4 separate regions of the Sus scrofa genome follow, and regions 2, 3 and 4 are each linked to region 1. The links are chromatin contacts, called in public Hi-C, HiChIP or PLAC-seq and promoter capture Hi-C maps. All regions are on one chromosome and are shown on one strand. Each heading gives the region's core, a stretch centred on a gene start, on an enhancer-like site or on the middle of the called end of the contact. The rest is flanking DNA. Distances are from core to core; before and after follow the strand shown. Region 1 holds the start of IER2 (immediate early response gene 2 protein). Region 2 holds the start of DNAJB1 (DnaJ heat shock protein family (Hsp40) member B1). Region 3 holds the start of GIPC1 (PDZ domain-containing protein GIPC1). Region 4 holds the start of PKN1 (serine/threonine-protein kinase N1).

The links. Promoter capture Hi-C pulls out the DNA fragments that hold promoters and counts their contacts. A called contact is a pair of places that touch in the nucleus more often than the background predicts. HiChIP or PLAC-seq counts read pairs in DNA pulled down with a chosen protein or histone mark.
Region 2: a contact with region 1 is called in a promoter capture Hi-C map of liver, with 5 times the contacts expected there. The contact joins the promoter of DNAJB1 here to the promoter of IER2 in region 1. A contact is called at or near these places in 2 of 5 promoter capture datasets (fetal liver and liver) and 2 of 47 Hi-C or Micro-C datasets (liver and skeletal muscle).
Region 3: a contact with region 1 is called in a Hi-C map of skeletal muscle, with 3 times the contacts expected there. The contact joins the promoter of GIPC1 here to the promoter of IER2 in region 1. A contact is called at or near these places in 1 of 5 promoter capture datasets (liver) and 2 of 47 Hi-C or Micro-C datasets (skeletal muscle and subcutaneous adipose tissue).
Region 4: an H3K27ac HiChIP or PLAC-seq map of skeletal muscle shows a contact between it and region 1, with 5 times the contacts expected there. The contact joins the promoter of PKN1 here to the promoter of IER2 in region 1. A contact is called at or near these places in 2 of 5 promoter capture datasets (fetal liver and liver) and 2 of 2 datasets of contacts at active chromatin or transcription factors (alveolar macrophages and skeletal muscle).

The regions. Positions count from the first base shown.
Region 1 is chr2:65,911,152-65,913,816 of Sscrofa11.1, forward strand. IER2 (immediate early response gene 2 protein) reads right to left here and starts at 1,340. Exons shown (of 1, transcript XM_003123342.4): 1 at 1-1,340. The coding sequence starts at 134.
Region 2 is chr2:64,760,350-64,763,014 of Sscrofa11.1, forward strand. DNAJB1 (DnaJ heat shock protein family (Hsp40) member B1) reads left to right here and starts at 1,323. Exons shown (of 3, transcript NM_001244430.1): 1 at 1,323-1,657. The coding sequence starts at 1,447.
Region 3 is chr2:64,779,085-64,781,749 of Sscrofa11.1, forward strand. It overlaps GIPC1 (PDZ domain-containing protein GIPC1), which reads left to right and starts at 1,363. Exons shown (of 9, transcript XM_021083696.1): 1 at 1,363-1,473.
Region 4 is chr2:64,823,652-64,826,316 of Sscrofa11.1, forward strand. It overlaps PKN1 (serine/threonine-protein kinase N1), which reads right to left and starts at 1,301. Exons shown (of 22, transcript XM_005661233.3): 1 at 1,074-1,301. The coding sequence starts at 1,094.

The DNA.
Region 1 (2,665 bases), core at 90-2,589:
TCCCGGGCGCTACGCATGACCAGCGACAGCTGCAGACTCCGGTGCAACCGTAGGCCACCGCGCTGCATGCGCGAATGGTACATCTTCCAAACGGACAGGGTCATAATGCGTTGCGCCTCTTTCTGCACTTCCATGACGACTCGACGGCGGGACCGAGGTTTGGCGGGGACTCTGGGCTGGGCAGGGGAGGTGGCAGGTGCACTCCAGACTATGCGTTCGTTCACGCCTCTCTCTGCGGAGATACCCACACTGAGAGACTAGTAGGACGCTCTGCCCGGCCGCCCGCCACCCGGGCCCTTTTGTACCCAGTGTGATGTCACGGAGACGCCCCGCCCAATCAGAGAGCCGCATCCGGGCTTTCCGCAGCGCAGCGGGGCTAGAGACTCCTTAAAGGGACAGGGTGGGATTTACCCTGAGATGAAAAGGGACCCGAACTTGTAGAGGGTGAGCGTTCCCCAGTCCAAGCTGACCTCTCCCGGCGGTATCCTTTCTCAGTGGCCCCAGTGCATCCTTGCGCAGGCCCAGTGTAGGGGGGCCGTAGGTGGGGCTCAGGGCCGACCCACGGGTTGCGTCTGTAGAGCCCAGCGAGCTGGCCTTAGCTTGTAAGTTTCCTTTCGCACCTGGGAAGACCCGGGTTCCAGCCGGTACATCCCCCGTGGGAACAGTGCCTAGCATCTACCAGTCTCTTAATTAACGTTTTTTTGTTGTTAATAACGATGCTAGCAACATTTATTAAGCACTTACTATGTGCCACGCGCTAAAGTCTTTCCTTTCATAAATATGTTATTGATCTCTCACCTCCACTCCGCGGAGGGTAGTTATATCTGATTTCTTCAGGTGGGGAAACCTAGACAAGAGTGATTCGTCCAATATTTGCTAAACAAATAAATGGGCTACTGCGGTGAAACGAGACCGTTTGGGCCTCCAGCCCTCTCCATTCCCCTCCGTATGGAAGCGGTAAGAAGGCGGGACACGCTGGTTGCGTTGCCTTAGAGCAAAGATGCCCACTCCACGGGCGGCGGATGTCTGCAGACACAAGTGCAGTCCAGGCTGCCATCTCTGCGCTCCGCAAGAATCACCCTCCCACTTCGTCTGTTTCCCTAGGCACGAAATCCACCGTGGGCGTGGAACTCGTAAGGCGGAGTACCCAGCCGCAACACAACCCGAGTGAGCACGTGGCTGTGGCCCCCCAAACGACGCAGCGGTGCTCCGCCTCTGCTCCCCAGGAGGCGGAGTTGGGGTAGAAGCTGAAAACTGAACAACTCAGAAATAGAGCAGATAGAAAACAGCCGCCCCACCTTCCGCTTCGCACTACAGTTCCAAGGAAACCTAATTCCAGTTACTCAGGAAAAAAAAAAAAAAAAAAAAAAAGCAATACGGTTCGAATAGTTCCATTCATTCGTGGTGCGGGCCCTTTAAGGGAAGGCTCCACCGCCCCCAACTCTTGCGCGAGCCTTCCCGCCAAGAGATCTGCTAGACTTCCACCACTAAATTTGGAAGTAATGACGTAGAGCGTGCGCGTGAGCCGCTTCCGGCTGCCCATATAAGGACAGGAACCCGGATCTCGATACGGGACAGCCACGGGCTTCTTCCGGGCGGGGGTGGTGCCTTAGCCTCCGGACACGCCCCCTCCGCTCTTTCTCTCCCGGCAGCTAGGGCTGGCTGGAGCCCCCGGTTTCCGGAGCGGCGTTCAGCCCGGCCCACAGAGAGGAAGGAGAAAGTTTCGCTTCCTTCCCTCCGGAGACCGGGAAGATGTGACGCCCCTCCAGAAAAGCCCCTGCTGGCGTGTAGGGGCTACCTCACTGTTCACTCTGACGCCGTATCCCAGAGATCTACACAAAGACCTTGCCAACTCAAGCAGCTACTCCCTGAGGACTCTCATTCTGGTCCCCTCCATGGAGATCCTGCCCCTCCCCTTAAAGTGATCCTCCTTTGCACCTCTGGATCACGCTCAGGTCCCCCATCTCCAACTCTGACACATGGGGGGGTCAATTATTCTCTCTTCTAAAAGACTTCTCCCAAAACCGCTCCCATTCAGCGATCCTGCCATATATTACTCGCTGAGAACGTCCTCATCCCCGCTCCCCCACACTCCCAATCCCACGAAACTCCACAACGACATCCCCCGCCCAGGCGCTGTCTCTGACACACAACAGGGGCGACCTTCTGAGGGTTTCTTAAGATAGCCCGCTCCAAGAATCAGGACCCCACTCGGGCAACGGTCCCCCCCACCAATAAAAAAAAAATGCTTTCTCGGAGACCCCACACATAAAGGTTCTGTCGCACAGGCGGCCACCCTGAGTCCCTCTCCAGACATTCCCTGGTCCCACTCCACGCGCAAAGGACTTCATTGCAGGCTATCTTCAGAGTTGCCCCCACCACACTCCCTCCCACGACCCCCAGGTCGCACCCAGAAAGATCCTACCCTCCAGAAGCATTTCCAGGGCCCCCATCCAGGGCCATCCTGCCCCGGGATGCTTCCCTCCTCCGCAGGAAAAAAAGAGGAGGGGTAAATCAAACAGAACTCGTCACAGAATGCCTGCAGTTCACCCTGGCCCCGCGGGAAGGTGGAGAGACCACCCATCCCCATACTGCTCCCCAAACCTGTCACACCTGACCCTGGGCTGGAACCATCTTCCAGGACAGGATCTAGGTGCAGGAGCAT
Region 2 (2,665 bases), core at 73-2,572, 1.2 Mb before region 1:
ATGCCAAATCCTTAACTCATTAAGCAAGGCCAGGGATGGAATCCGCAACCTCATGGTTCCTAGTTACACGATGGGAACTCGTGGAGTGCAGGTTCAGTCCTTGGCCAGGGAACTTCTATATGCCGCCTGTGGCCAAACAAATAAAAAAACATAGCCGGGAATATTTAGGAAGAGTCAGACTGTTCTGACACTGAGACTCAGCACTGACAGAGGTCAGGCCCTGCTCTGATAGTGATCAAAGGCTGGGGGGGGGGTGACATTTAGCATGAAAACCAAGGAACAAGATAATTCCAAATTTCAGTGGGAGGTATTCTTGAGAAAATGGTAATAAAGCAAAAGGCTTGAGGGGTTAGACTGAGGAGACCTCTCCAGGGAGGTAAGCTTTGGTCCAGGGTCCTTGGCTCGCTTTACAGGGTCGGTATGGGTGAGGAGAGGGACAGTTCTGGGGCTCCCAACACTGAGGGTGAGTGGGGTTTTTTTTTTTGTTTTTGGTTTTTTTTTTTGCTTTTTGGGGCCCCACCCGCGGCACATGGCTCCACCCGATCAAATCCACAACCTCATGTCTCCCAGTCGGATGCGATTCCGCTGCGCCACGACCGGTAGGGGGGTATTTTTATTCCCGGATGGAAGCAGGTATCTGGGACAAGGAGCGATTAGGCAACTAGCCTTGAATCACCTGGCGTAAACTGATTCTCCCGCCCAGCGAGATGGGGGAAGGAAGCACCTCCTAGGGGAAGGGCGGGGCCTTTCGCAGCCCGGGGCCTTTCGCAGCCCCGCCCTACTCGAAGCACCGCATTTTTTTTTTTTTTTTTTTTTTTTTTTGTCTCCTCTAGGGCCGCACTGAGACATATGGAGATTTCCAGGCTAGGGGGTCCAATCGGAGCTGTAGCCGCCAGCCTGCGCCAGAGCCACAGCAACGCGGGATCCGAACCACGTCTGCGACCTACACCACAGCTCACGGAATCCCTGGATCCTTAACCCACTGAGCGAGGACAGGGATCCTAGTCAGATTCGTTAACCACTGAGCCAAGACTGGAACATCGAAGCACCCGCACTTTAACCTGTTGACCCAGGCAGGGGCGGAGTACGCGGCAGGCCCGGTCCCCGGAAGCACTGAAGCAAGGTCGCTATTGGTTCCCTCAGAGAGTGGGCGGGGCCTCAGACGCCCAGTGCCCGCGCTGCGGCGAAGCGTTGCCTAGGGCGGAGCGGGAAGGGGTGTGGCCACGCGCGGGCAGCCGTTGGCGGCGCGTCCCCGCCCCGGATGTCGCGCGTCGCAACCTGGGCAGCGACGATTGGTCGGAGCCGCGTGGGGGGCGGGGCGGAAGGTTCTGGAGGGGGCTGGCGGGCTCTGGAAGCTTCCGCCGGACGGGTATATAGAGTCCGGGACGGGGCGGTGGCGGAGCCGGGGTACGGCGACAGCTGGGCGGCAGGCCGCAGGCGGGGGCAATGGGCAAAGACTATTATCAGACGCTGGGCCTGGCCCGCGGTGCCTCGGACGAGGAGATCAAGAGAGCCTACCGCCGTCAAGCGCTGCGTTACCACCCGGACAAGAACAAGGAGCCCGGCGCCGAGGAGAAGTTCAAGGAGATCGCCGAGGCCTACGACGTGCTCAGCGACCCGCGCAAGCGCGAGATCTTCGACCGCTACGGGGAGGAAGGTGTGTGCGCGCGCGCAACTGGGGGTGCGCCACCGCTGTTTGACAGGCGGAGAGATCGAGGCACTGCGGTACCCCGGCGGCGTCCCCGGGGTAGCGCTAAGGGACCGGGGGACGAGCAGCCCCCGCCTTTTGGCCAAACAGGCCTCCGCCCTCGATTGGCGGCCTCCCGATGGGAGGAGGAGTCCTGGCCGCGCTGCTCGCCCAGAAGCTTCTAGTATGTCTGGGGCCGCCCGTCTCCGCCCACGTCCGCGATCCGTCGGTGGGGGAGAGGGTGCAGAAGGAGAGGGGGTAGAGTGCGCAGCCTTGATGATGGCGCTGCGGCCCCTCGGGCGCTGGGCTCACCTGGGCGAGGTGAGAGCCTCTGCCAGCCCAGGGTGCAGGGCGAGGCCTCTGGCTGAGCGCCGGGCGCAGGCTGCTTGCAGTGAGCTTGCAAATGAGAGTGCCAATTAGCGCCCAGCGACCTCCCGGGCGTCTTTGAGGGTGGAGTGAGGTAATCCCTGTAAAATGCTTACCTAGCCCCGTGCCAGACACGTAGTCGGTGGTCAAGGTGCAAGGAGCAGTAGGGCCCGCCTCTGCCCGGCCTCACCAGGATAGCTCTCTTGGGGAGGCGGGGGAGCGGGAGGAGAAGCTTTCTTGTTGTCCAGCTGCCTGTTGATGACTCAGATTGGTTTCTCGGTTTGGTCTTAAGAAAGAAATGACTTTTTATATATAAGAATGGTGGCACTTAGTGTCAGAGCGTGAGAATTTGAAATCTCCGATTGCTGTTTCACCTTCATTTCTACTCTCCCTACAGTCTCTAGCTCTAAAGTATTTCAGAGTAAACATTTGGTGAAAACTGACCCTGGATCACACCTTTTTCATTGGCTGTCTTGAGTTCTTTGTACTCCTTGTAACATTGTAGGAAAGATGGGTCACTCAAATGTGAAGACCTAGGTGGTGGCCCCAAGAGATGGCCATCTTAGAGCTCGAGCCCGTCTCCACTGTCAGGCCACAGTGAACTAACTACCT
Region 3 (2,665 bases), core at 113-2,612, 1.1 Mb before region 1:
CGACAAGCATTGCCTGAATCAATCATTCCTCTGTTTGTTGCAAAATGGTGATTTTTTTCAAACACAGCATTTGCTTTTTCATGTCTTAGTTGGCATTCCAGAATTATTTCCCCACCCCCACCCCCTAAAAGGGGCAGAGGTAGCACTCAAATCTGACCTCCTCACCCACTGAGCCTCCTAGCTTCTTGAGCTATAAAATCAAGTATGTTGTGGTCTCTGCACGTGGGTGGAAAAGTAATTTTCTAAATTTAAAGCAAGGTGTAGAAAAGACAAGTATATTGAAGCAAGAGACACTGTTAACACATCAGGTCGACTTCCTGATATTCAGGGAGAGCAGACCCTGGGGGCATGGTTGTGTCTGTTTTTATAGCCCAAAGACAAAGAAGCGGTCTTGCCATACACCTGAGGACCTAGTGATTGGTTGGAGAAGAATGAGGTCTTCTGATACACTTGCTGGTTGGTTGGGGAAAGACAGGGTCTTTGGATACACCTGCTGGTAGTTTGGGGCCATATGTTGCCCCTAAAGGGGTGGGGTAAGGAGTGGGCTACATACCTTTTCTAGTGGGGGGCAGGAAGGAGTAGGCCAGGTTGATCAAGGGGAAGAGGTGAGGAGTGGGCCACATACCTTTCCTAGTAGGGAGCAAGAAGTAGGCCAAGTTGCTGGGGTGGGGAGGTCCTTACGAACATTGTAACAGTTACAGTGAGACAGGTGGGATGATAAGGGTTTGGTAATTCTTATCTTGGCTGGAGGCTTTTTGAATTTTATTTCCTTGGAGAAACTTTGAAGTCCCACAAAGTAGGAAGGAGATGCCCCGTGTTGCTCTGTGCCCCTGCCCTCACCCCTCCCTGGGCACTTCTTCATCAACAGGTAGAATCATGTGGATTCCGCTCAGGACTCTGCTGTGCCCACAGCCCACATACTGTCCTCTCCAGGTGTTTAGGAAGCAGCTTAGATGCCAGGCATAAGCAGGGCAGTGGACACAGTCCCAGAGAGGGCACAGGCCTAGCCAGAGGCAACTGATCGCTCAGTGGGCGTGGCAGAGGTCAGCAGAACAGGAAGAGAAGGACATTAGCTGTCCCTGTTGCCTCTGCAGTCTCGGTATTTGCCAGCTGGGTGGGGCTGCCTGGGCAGACCTCAGCAGCTAAGTCCAGGGCTCAAGCTCCCTTTTTACTTTGTCCTTCTGCAGGCCCTAGCAGGGCTGGAACGCTCAGCATCTCATCCAGGGAACTGCAAAGAGCCAATCGTTCAATGAGGGTTGAGAAGTTAGGTCTCCAAGAACTACAATTCCCAGAACACACAGTGAACTACGGTCCAGCCCCAGCTGCCTGAGTGGCTGGCTTGTTCCTGGAACAAGGGAATCTCACCTGTCCTGGGAACTGAGCTTCCTGGCCTGGGCAAGTTGTGTTGGTATCTTTGTTTCTTGGACCTGCTCCTGCCTGAGAAATCCTGGTTACAAGCCAAACCTGGAGATGGTGAGATTACCCAGTTCTTTTACCTACACATATGTACGGAGACCCTGCTCTGTGCCAGTCTGGGGCTGGAGGTGGGGGTAGGGAGGCGGAGAACAGTCAGATGTAAGAAACTGAGGACAGAGGCTTGGGTTGGCTGGGTATCCCTTTGTAATCCAGCACATAGTATGTGCTCAATAAATATTCGCTGGTCAACCAACGAGCGAACAGGGCATCTTGCCCTTTCACCCTGCTTTGCTAGCTCCTACAGTACTGTACTCTCCTAAAGCGTGCTGTATCTTTCTGTCCGCCCTCTAAGTCTTTGCACGCGCTGTTCCTTCTACCAGGAGCACATTCTTTCAGCTTACTCATCAGTGTGTCTGTAGAGATAGGACAGAGACTGGCACGGACCAGGGGCACATTAAATATTTGATAAGTGGATGAATGAATGAATGCCCTTGTCCATTGTCCATCCAAGATGCAGGGACACTCGGGACCCTCCCTATTCATCTCAGTCTCCCGCCTGCCCGCTCGGAATGAATGCGTGTTTTTATCCACCCCGAGGATGGCCACGCAGGGGCAGGGGCAGGCCGGGCGGAGGACTGGATCTGAAGCTGCCCTTGGCTCCCTCCCGGATTTCCTAGCGGGTCCGTTTTCTGGACTTCGGCAGTTTTCATCCTCTCTGCGAAACTCAGTCTCGGTCTCCTGACTCCCAAGACTAGCCCCCAGCTTCTTACCAGCCACAGCACCCCACCCGGACACTCAGCGAACAGCACGTGGTCCAGGAGTCCCAGCTTTCCATTGGCCACTGGCCTCCTTCCTTCTCTGAGATTGGCCGGGGCCCAGCCGCAGCTCCCCCCTCCGCAGCCTTGCGGTGGTACAGCCCGCCGCGGCTTAGGAGGGGCGGGAAGATCCAATGCTCCGTGGCGCGGGGGAGGTGTCGTGAAGAGCCGGGCGAGGCTCAGGGATCCCTCTGGAATGTTTCCTTCGGTTCCACCCGGAGCGGGGGGCGTGGAGCCGATTGGCCGCGAACGCCGAGCGGCCGCTCCTGATTGGCCGGACGCGGGCACAGGCCCCGCCCCCTGGCTGTGCTGCTGGAGAGGCCCGGGCCAGAGTTTGCCGAGGGCCAAGCAGGGCGCGCGCTGGGAGGCGGCAATGCAGGTGAGTGTCCCCTGCGGGCGGTGCGCATCGCGGCGGCTCGAGGGACCCTAGCGCG
Region 4 (2,665 bases), core at 51-2,550, 1.1 Mb before region 1:
ACCAGATACGCCCAGCTCCTCGGCAAGGCTGGCAGGCCATCAGCAGGACTGGGGTGGGGGCACAGGGGGTCATGGGGGGAGAGACACGGAGGGATATGGGGGCAGGTGCAGAAGGAGACGAGAACCCAGTTACACAGCAACCACAGGACGATGGAGGGATGTTGAGGCACTAATAGGAGCACCAGAGGTAGAAGACGTCTCAGATTTGGGTCACTGAACCAAAGAAGGTCAGAAGTCACCCTGGCCCTGATTGTTAAAGATGGAGAAGGTGAGTCCAGGGCTGTGATGTCCACAAGGTGGCACAAGGAGAAGCTGGCTGGGGCAGCAGGTTGGTGCTGGTCACCTGTGCCTCTGTGTCTGTATATTTGTGTGTTTGCAGGGGTGATCCAACCCTGCCACCCATGCTCAGGTCAGATTCCAGGTATAAGAAAATCCCCAGTCTGGACCTGGACATTCCCCACCTGGGATAAGGTTCCACCTGGCAGCCAGAAGGCTGGCTGGGTGAGTTCCCCATTCTGCGATCTAATGAGGCGACCCAGGCACTTCCGCCAACAGGTGCCAATCTGGGTGGCGTCGGGACCATCATAAAGCTCTGTCTGGAAGCTGGGGCCACTGGAGCTTTGTTGTGTAGGGGAGGGGAATGGGCCGGGCAGCCTCCTCCTCTCCAGGGGCACAATGCCAGACACCTGCCCAGGTGGAGCGGCACCTGTCTGGAACCGAACGCTGAGGAGGGAGAACAAGTGGCAGGGGGCACCAGGCACCAGGATGCACAGCCGGCCACAGACACCCGAAATGGAGCCTCTGCCGCGCCCCCTCTAATTCTCGGGGAAGGGAGGAGCTTGAGGATGCTGTGGGACCTCCCCGCTGCCCCCTCTGTGAGGACCTCCACCTGCGGAGGAGACTGTGGGAGCCCCACCGTGCCGGCCCAGGGAGAAAGCGCCCAGCGCTCGGGGGCGAGGTGAGGGGGAGGGAGGCCGCCCTTACTGCCCCATCCCGGGGGCCCCGGGAGCGTGCGGTCGGGGGTCCCTAGTGCCCGCTGGCCGCCAGGCGGCTGCGGTCGCAGGTGCGCCTACCTGCACAGCGTCGCTGGCCATGTCCACGCGCCACCCGCCAGGGGTCCCCGCGCGGAGGGAGGGGCGGTGAGAGGAGCGCGCGTGCGCCCCGCGCGGGGCGGGGAGGGGGCGGGCGCGGCGCGACCCCCCGGCGCACAGCCGGCTCAGGCCTGCTTTGCTCGGGCCCCGCCTGGCCAGGCCGCCGCGTCCGCGCGCCGCGCCCTCCGGCCCCAGCGGCCGCCGGGCCGGGTCACGTGACCGCGGAGGTCGGCGCCCGGGGAGGGGGCGGGGCCGAGGGGGTGCGGCTCCCGGCGGCCCCTGGGGCTGCGGGGTCCTGCCTGCCGGACACCTCCCCTCATCTGCCGAAAGTACTTTGTCTGCTTCCCCCGCTTTTTCCCCTTTCTGGATCCTCTCGCTGCCCACCGATCCCCCATTTGAGCGCGGGGGAAACCTAAGAAAAGAGTGAGCCACGTTAAAGCGGGGAGCGGTGGAGGCCTTTGGGCCTCTCTGGGCCTCTCAAAAAACAAAAACAATTTATCCCCCTCTGTGTTGCAAGTTCAGGCCTCTTGGACTGGACATTCAAGGGCATTGGAGCTTCCCCATAGGGCTGAAGACAAGATTTGGGCAGACCTAGCTCCGAATCCCAGTGCCCAGTGCCTTGGGGGAGTCCGAAAACCCTGAGAGCAACGTTTGTGAAACGGGAAGGATTTAGCTACCCATTCCTTAGATGTCGATAGCATTAAGACAGTACATGCCAAGTGCTGGGAGCACAGTAGGTGGTTAAGAAAGGTTAGCTGCTGTGATTTTAATATTTTGCCTTTGTTATGAAAAGAGAATTGAACCCTAACTCCGTCACTGACTTGTGGGCCCTCCGGCCGCTGAGCCTCACTTCTCCCTGTTGTAAAATGGGGACCAGCCTCTCTGGGGCTTCTGCATGCAGGTGGCTCTCCACAAAGCACATTCGAGCCCCAGCGGAGGCAGAGGGTGGAGACCGTTGAGGAGCTTCGCTAGGGTCTCCTGGAGTACCTGGAGCGTGCAGCTTGGCTTCTGGCCGACCCTGCACTCCCTTTCAGACCCGGTTGACGGAGCCAAGTCACGATCCCTGGGGCGCGGGGCGGGGAGCGCTCCCTGGCGGCGCCTCAGCATGGGTGTCCTCCTGGGACACGCAGGAGCACGGAGGGCTGCTGGTACCTTGGTTACTCGAAGCTGTGCTTGGTTCGCATTGTCCCAGAGATCCGGGCGCGATGTTTTCTCTTTCCCTTCTTACCTTGGGCGACTCTTTGAGACTGGGTGGTGGTAATGGTTAACAGAGGAGGAGGAGAAATTATACCAACTAGAATCCAACCACTTCTCACACTTACACCGTCTCTAAAGGTTCGGTCCTCATTGTTGTTCACCTGGACCAGTGCAGTCGCCTCCTCTCACACAGAGCCTCCCTCCGTCCCCATAAAGCCCTAGGACGCCTATGAATGCCTGAGTCAGGCCATGTCCCTCTTCTGCCTAGATCCCTCTTTGGCTCCCACCTTCCTCAGAGTAAAAGCGAAGTCCTACCTGCAGCCCACAAGGCCCTGCGCAATCTGCCCCCTTCAGCTCCCCCCTCTCTTCTCCCACCT